2 separate regions of the Rattus norvegicus genome follow, and region 1 is linked to region 2. Evidence: chromatin contacts called from public Hi-C data. All regions are on one chromosome and are shown on one strand. Each heading gives the region's core, a stretch centred on a gene start, on an enhancer-like site or on the middle of the called end of the contact. The rest is flanking DNA. Distances are from core to core; before and after follow the strand shown.

The links. A called contact is a pair of places that touch in the nucleus more often than the background predicts.
Region 1: a Hi-C map of kidney shows a contact between it and region 2, with 4 times the contacts expected there. The contact joins the promoter of Vim here to the enhancer-like site in region 2. A contact is called at or near these places in 4 of 12 Hi-C or Micro-C datasets (the A7r5 cell line, kidney, mammary epithelial cells and 1 more).

Annotation. Positions count from the first base shown.
Region 1 is chr17:81,575,922-81,579,036 of GRCr8, forward strand. Vim (vimentin) reads left to right here and starts at 1,340. Exons shown (of 9, transcript NM_031140.1): 1 at 1,340-1,982; 2 at 2,539-2,599. The coding sequence starts at 1,420.
Region 2 is chr17:81,426,870-81,429,788 of GRCr8, forward strand. The region is part of intron 27 of Cubn (cubilin); the gene reads right to left. Among named protein-coding and RNA genes, the nearest start is that of Cubn, 73 kb to the right of the region's middle. Within about 2 kb of position 1,477, at least 40 of the 93 cell types and tissues checked have an H3K27ac peak or open chromatin away from gene starts, as enhancers often do. A contact at or near this core is called in the A7r5 cell line, where this site is marked.

The DNA of each region.
Region 1 (3,115 bases), core at 90-2,589, 150 kb after region 2:
AACAGGATCTGTGACATTGTCCAGACGAGTCACTAGAATCTTTCCCCCTGCATCGCTGCTCTAAAATCTACACAAATCTGCTTCTTCGGTTTATCACTTGAGTTACATAACTACCTTTCATCCGAACTCATTCATCGAATTGGATATTTTAGCAACACCTAATGAATTCTTGTCCGGCTTGGGTTATCTTCTAATGAAGTCCACTTTTCAGAAAAGCCCGTGATCACTGAGCTTGCTTTTGAAATTACCAAAGTAGTTTCCTCTTTCACCCAGAACTTAGGGTGTGGTTTCATGCAGGAAGAAGAGACAAGAGGGAAGGGCGGCAGGGAGACTTAGCTAGAAAAGCCTTTCTGAGTGCTTTTGTGGTCTGGGAGGAATGGGATGTGTTTTGTGACTCCCCCGGGTCTGCATGAGTTTCTTCCTAAAGAGAACCCTCCACACTCCCACAATAATAACCAGAGCGGCCACGCTCAAAGTTGGTTTAAAACTTGGGACAGCGAGTTCAGCGCTCTTGGAGTCTGGAGTCAATCTCAACTAACGGTTTTCCTGAACCGCTAGCCGATCTCACCCTCAGGGATCCATGAGACACAGACACTGACTCAGCGACCCCACCCCTGTCCCCTGGGCTTTCCTCCAGAGGCAGTGGATCCTGATCCTCTGGAGTTGCACGGAGTCCGTTAGATCAGGGGGTACGACCACCCCAAACCTCTGTAAAGGATCCGAGCGAGCGCCCGGCCTTGAGCTAGATATCTTGGGCTGTGTGCTTCTCCACCCCCAATCTCAGGCCCTCTTTGTTTCTCTCTCCCCGCCTTCCGATCTGCAACACCGCTCTTGCAGGCTCTTCCCGCTCCCCGGCTCACAGATCTCCCCACCCACCCAGTCCCAGAAGACCGCAGCTTTGCGACCGCGCCCCTCCTACCGGCGCGCCTAGGCCCACGCCCCTTTGGCTCAGTGCCAGGGACCGATTTACACAACTTTCCGGAGCCCCCCTTCCCCCACGAATCCTCCCCGCGATCCCTTCTTTCTCAGCACCCAAGGGTGAGCAGAGAGTTGGGGTGATCATCCGGAAAACCCCTGAAAGTCCTAAGACTTCCAAGTAATAACAGGACTGTGCTCGATCCCCGAAAGCCCAGGAGGAAGGCTCGAGGGGAGCCCCCCCCCGCCCCACTCCTTCCTCACTTCTCTCCGGGTCCCCATTGGCTGGCTCATTCGGCGGCTAGGATGACAGTGGGAGGGGACCCTCTTTCCTAACAGTGTTATAAAAGCAGCGCCCTTGGCGGGGTCCAGTCCCTCTGCCACTCTTGCTCCTGGACCCCCCAGAGACCCCAGCGCTCCTACGGTTCACAGCCACTGCGCCCTCGCTCTCTTCTTGCAGATCTTGCAGCCGCAGCAAGCCAGGCCACCTCGTCCTTCGAAGCCATGTCCACCAGGTCCGTGTCCTCGTCCTCCTACCGCAGGATGTTCGGTGGCTCCGGCACATCGAGCCGGCCCAGCTCCAACCGGAGCTATGTGACCACATCCACCCGCACCTACAGCCTAGGCAGCGCGCTGCGCCCCAGCACTAGCCGCAGCCTCTATTCCTCGTCCCCGGGTGGCGCCTATGTGACCCGGTCCTCCGCCGTGCGCCTGCGGAGCAGCGTGCCCGGCGTGCGGCTGCTGCAGGACTCCGTGGACTTCTCGCTGGCCGACGCCATCAACACCGAGTTCAAGAACACCCGCACCAACGAGAAGGTGGAATTGCAGGAGCTGAATGACCGCTTCGCCAACTACATCGACAAGGTGCGCTTCCTCGAGCAGCAGAACAAAATCCTGCTGGCCGAGCTCGAGCAGCTTAAGGGCCAGGGCAAGTCGCGCCTGGGCGACCTCTACGAGGAGGAGATGAGGGAGTTGCGCCGGCAGGTGGATCAGCTCACCAATGACAAGGCCCGTGTGGAGGTGGAGAGGGACAACCTGGCCGAGGACATCATGCGGCTGCGAGAAAAGTAAGGCCTGACCCACGCGAGTGGTGGGGTGTGGGTGTGGGTGTGGGAGGGAGGGGAGTCCTGGGCCTGGCGCTGGGGCTGCCACGCCCTTAGGGATGTGGCTGGGGTGGCGGTTGTCTGGGGGATAGCAGAGGAAGCGGGCCCCACCCTGAACCTAAACTTTGCAGTGAACATTTCTCTCTTCTCCCCACTCAAGCACTTCAGTTGAACTTTTAGAAAGTTTGTTAGGTCCATCTGGTGAGCTTACAGTTACCAGACAGAACGAAAGAATGGGTGTGAAGGTTTCCAGACAAAGAGATGGCAAAGGCAACTGGGACGCTGGGACAGGGGACTGGCTGTGATTGTTGGGAAGGGCACTGATTGCCTTTTTCAGTGTGCCCCAGCTCCACCTAACACCTGCAGAGAGCTGCCAGCTCGACAAGTTGCCGTCACTGCTGTGGGTGGAGGTGTCTGTCACAGCAGCCCTGGCCTCAAAGCCAGCGTTAGTGGTTGGGTGTGGCCGCCCCGCCCCTGGCCGTTTCCCAGTTCCCCTTTGGTTAATGTGCTGCTGCTTCAGATTGCAGGAGGAGATGCTCCAGAGGGAGGAAGCCGAGAGCACCCTGCAGTCATTCAGACAGGTCTGTAGACTCCTTTTTCACATGCAGCCCGCAGCTCCACGGAGCCAACCGCACGCGCTTCTAAAAGTTACTTCGCCCACGTTTTAAAAGGTGCAGAACTTCACGTCTGCGTGTAAAGCCCCCTAGCGGCGGAAAGTGCACACATTGAAAAACTCCACTATTCCAGCCAATCCTTGGAACATGAAGGCTTTATTTTCTGCTTCCTTTCCAGATTTTTCTTACACCCCTCCCCCACACACACAATACACCGCAGAAACATTTTCTGCTTTCATTTTTGAAACATATTGACATTCTGATATCGAATGGCTACAATTTGACTACAATGCGGATTGTGAAAGTGAAGTTGGCTAACTTTCACAAGGTCATAAAAAAAGCACAGTGGCTTCCTCAAGCTGGAAATGTAGAATATTCTGGAGGATGAGAAAGTTTAACTGGAATTCAGCCAAGTTCCCTTTCTTCCTTCGAAGTTCGGTACTGTATTAGCCGAAGAGTCATTGCACAACTATTTTTGTAATC
Region 2 (2,919 bases), core at 227-2,726:
CTATAATGAGTAAAAATGGTAATTAATTGGTCTGTCACATGAGAATAGATGAACAGATTGACATTCTCCTAAATCTTTTTAGCACGGGAATGTTAAAACCAAAGCAGACCTTTCAACTTCTGATTAGCACGGAATTCATTCTTTATGCATTAACTTTCCTTTTCATTTTCTTCTCTTTTTGATTCTGGAGCTCAAACCCAGAATCTTGCCACTGTAGGCATCTACCGTACCACCGAACCATTAACCACAATCAACAGTATTGTTTTTCTTATTCTCTCGAAGAGTGTCTAGAAGTAAACTTCATTTTCTCAGTTGCAGAAGATTGGATATAAGACATGGAAGGTGAATTACGCCTTTCTGGTATGATACCGTTTAAACTGGGAATTTTTCATCAAATCCTGCTATATAGAAAGCTTGGAATCCAAGGAAAACTGTTTCACGTCTGAAGCTTTTTTTTTCTTTTTTTTTTAACGTGACTGAAATAAGTTAAAGCACTTAGAGAAGAACCTGCAGGGGCCAGCAAAGATTCCTCTCTCTATATATGAAGGGAAACGCTAGTCAATACAATGAAGCTGATGAGTGATCTCTGTCCAGGAGCCCTTAGATGGGCTCTTTGAAGTCAAGCATTGATGGAAGCGACCAAGTCATTTCCTTGATGGGGCATTCATAGAAGATGGGCAGAGTTGGTCAGAGTCTGGCTACAGGGACTCTGCCTAGCACACAGTCTTGTAGAAATTACTTAACGTCTTGAACTCTATGAATGTGCATGTTTGGTATGCCATGGTACTAACAGCTTTCTGGCAAATGAGAAAACTACAAGGCGACAAGGAAATTCATTTGAAGTGTTCTTCTAATTTTTGGTCTGATATAAAGGGAACACTCCTTTTCTTTTCTTAACTAAAGAAGCCACCCAGAAGTAGCTTTGTGCAATGACATATGAGTCTAGACAGCTGAGGCTGACTCACGTTTAACACTTTACAGAACCACCATCACTGGCTGAGCAGGGAGGGAAGAAATGAATCAAGCCTGGAGATGGAGAACCCTTGCTTGCATCCTGTTGCTATGGTAACCTGGGTTTGAGTTGTGACTGCAGTCCTCCCTGACATTCTGGGTGGACAGCCAGATGCAAATCACCCTGAGTGTGGGGAGGGAAGTTAAGTATACGTGCAGGAGGTGAAGAAGTGCGGGTCCATCATGGTAGAGGATAGCCCAACAAGGGAGAGGACATCAGGAGCTGCTGAGGCTAGCACAGTGAGGTGAGAAGGCACGGGATGTGCCAAAGTAATGTGCTGTTCCTTATTTTAGTGACCTTTCTCCTCACTGTCCTATGGTGTGCCTCCTGCTGCTTAAGCCTTGGAACTCAAGAGGGCAGAAGATGCAGAATTCTTCAAACACCTGTTTATTTCTCCCCCGAAAACCACAACTGCAGAATGCCTATGGTACTGACTCATTGTATTTCCGGTGCTGTAGAAGCCAGGGTATTGTGTGGGCTGGGAAGGAACCCCACCTCTGAGCTAGAGCCCAAGCGCAGGAGTCAGCCCTCACGAATGTTGTTAATTTTACACACATGATTTTAGTAAGCATGAGAGCCTCCTAGGTCACTTTAAAATGTAAAGGCTTCGGAATGTTTCTGTAATTCTGCCAAACGAAAATCGCAGAGTAGGAGACTGATGCAGAGTCCTCATTAGGAACAGGGAAAACCCAGGGCGTGTGGGATCCGTCATTGAATTACAGAAGGTAGAGGAGCTAAATGCTGCTGAAGGCTGAGGGTGCATGACACACTCGGACAGTGCTCCACCACAGCTCTGTGGGGCCTTGGTGCCTCTCCCCAACTGAACGTGCAGCCACTCACTCACGGCACACCGGCACCGGCACCGGGGATTCACACACAGTGGCATCGGGGACTCACACACAGCAGCATTGGGGACTCACACACACCAGCATCCGGACCCACACACATGTCCTCACTACAGGAAAAGCCACGATGCCACGCACTGCCAGGGTGGGGCAAACCCACGATGCCACGTGCTGCCAGGGTGGGGCAAACCCACGATGCCACGTGCTGCCAGGGTGGGGCAGGGCATGTGAAACGCCCATCTAAAGTCAATGGTTTCCCATAATGCCAGGCTTTGCGTGCCGGCGACAGACCAGCAGACGGCCACATTCTGAGTTATTCTGAGTTATTTTGTATCACTTTGAATTAGGACTTTAGCTCACATCCAGATGGCACAGTGGCCTCTCTACGGGCTGGCTGATCTCAGCCTGCTCTTGTTGCCTTTATGGTTTTAAGTTCTGCTTTCTACGGATCAGTTCCATTAGAAGGCACAAAGGCTGATTTTCAGTCTTTTGGTTGTGTTTTTTGTTTTGTTTTCTTTCCTCTTTTTTTTTTTTTTAATCAATGCATAACCATGAATGTAGGCTAGCATTTAACTACAAAGATGTTTATCTCAGAGAGGATCCTAAACGTCTCCCAGCAGGCTGCACTGTGAAGATGAGAACTTGGAAAGTAACACACACACTAGATACGCCCCATAGAAAAATGTCATTACAGGGTAGAATGCATAAGATAATCTATGAATATTAAAATAAAATAAACATAAAAAGAGCAGGCAATGAACACCACTAAATATTCTTAGTAGTGGTGCAATTTAAATCTTTTGGTTTCCTCTAAGCTTTCCTGTTTTCTCAATCTCCTGCAATGACTATGTGTGTGTGTTTTTATTAGATAAATCTACTTTTAATACATTCTCTCTGAAGAATTATTGGCATCATAATATAAGTATGTCTTAGCTATGTTTTCCCTATGCTAGAATTACATACTCTTCTAGGCTTCCAGACACTCAGCTGGCCCCAGTAAAAATGTTCTATTTCCCACATCTCTTCTCTCGGCTCAGAATCAAGCATCAACATCTGTCTTAA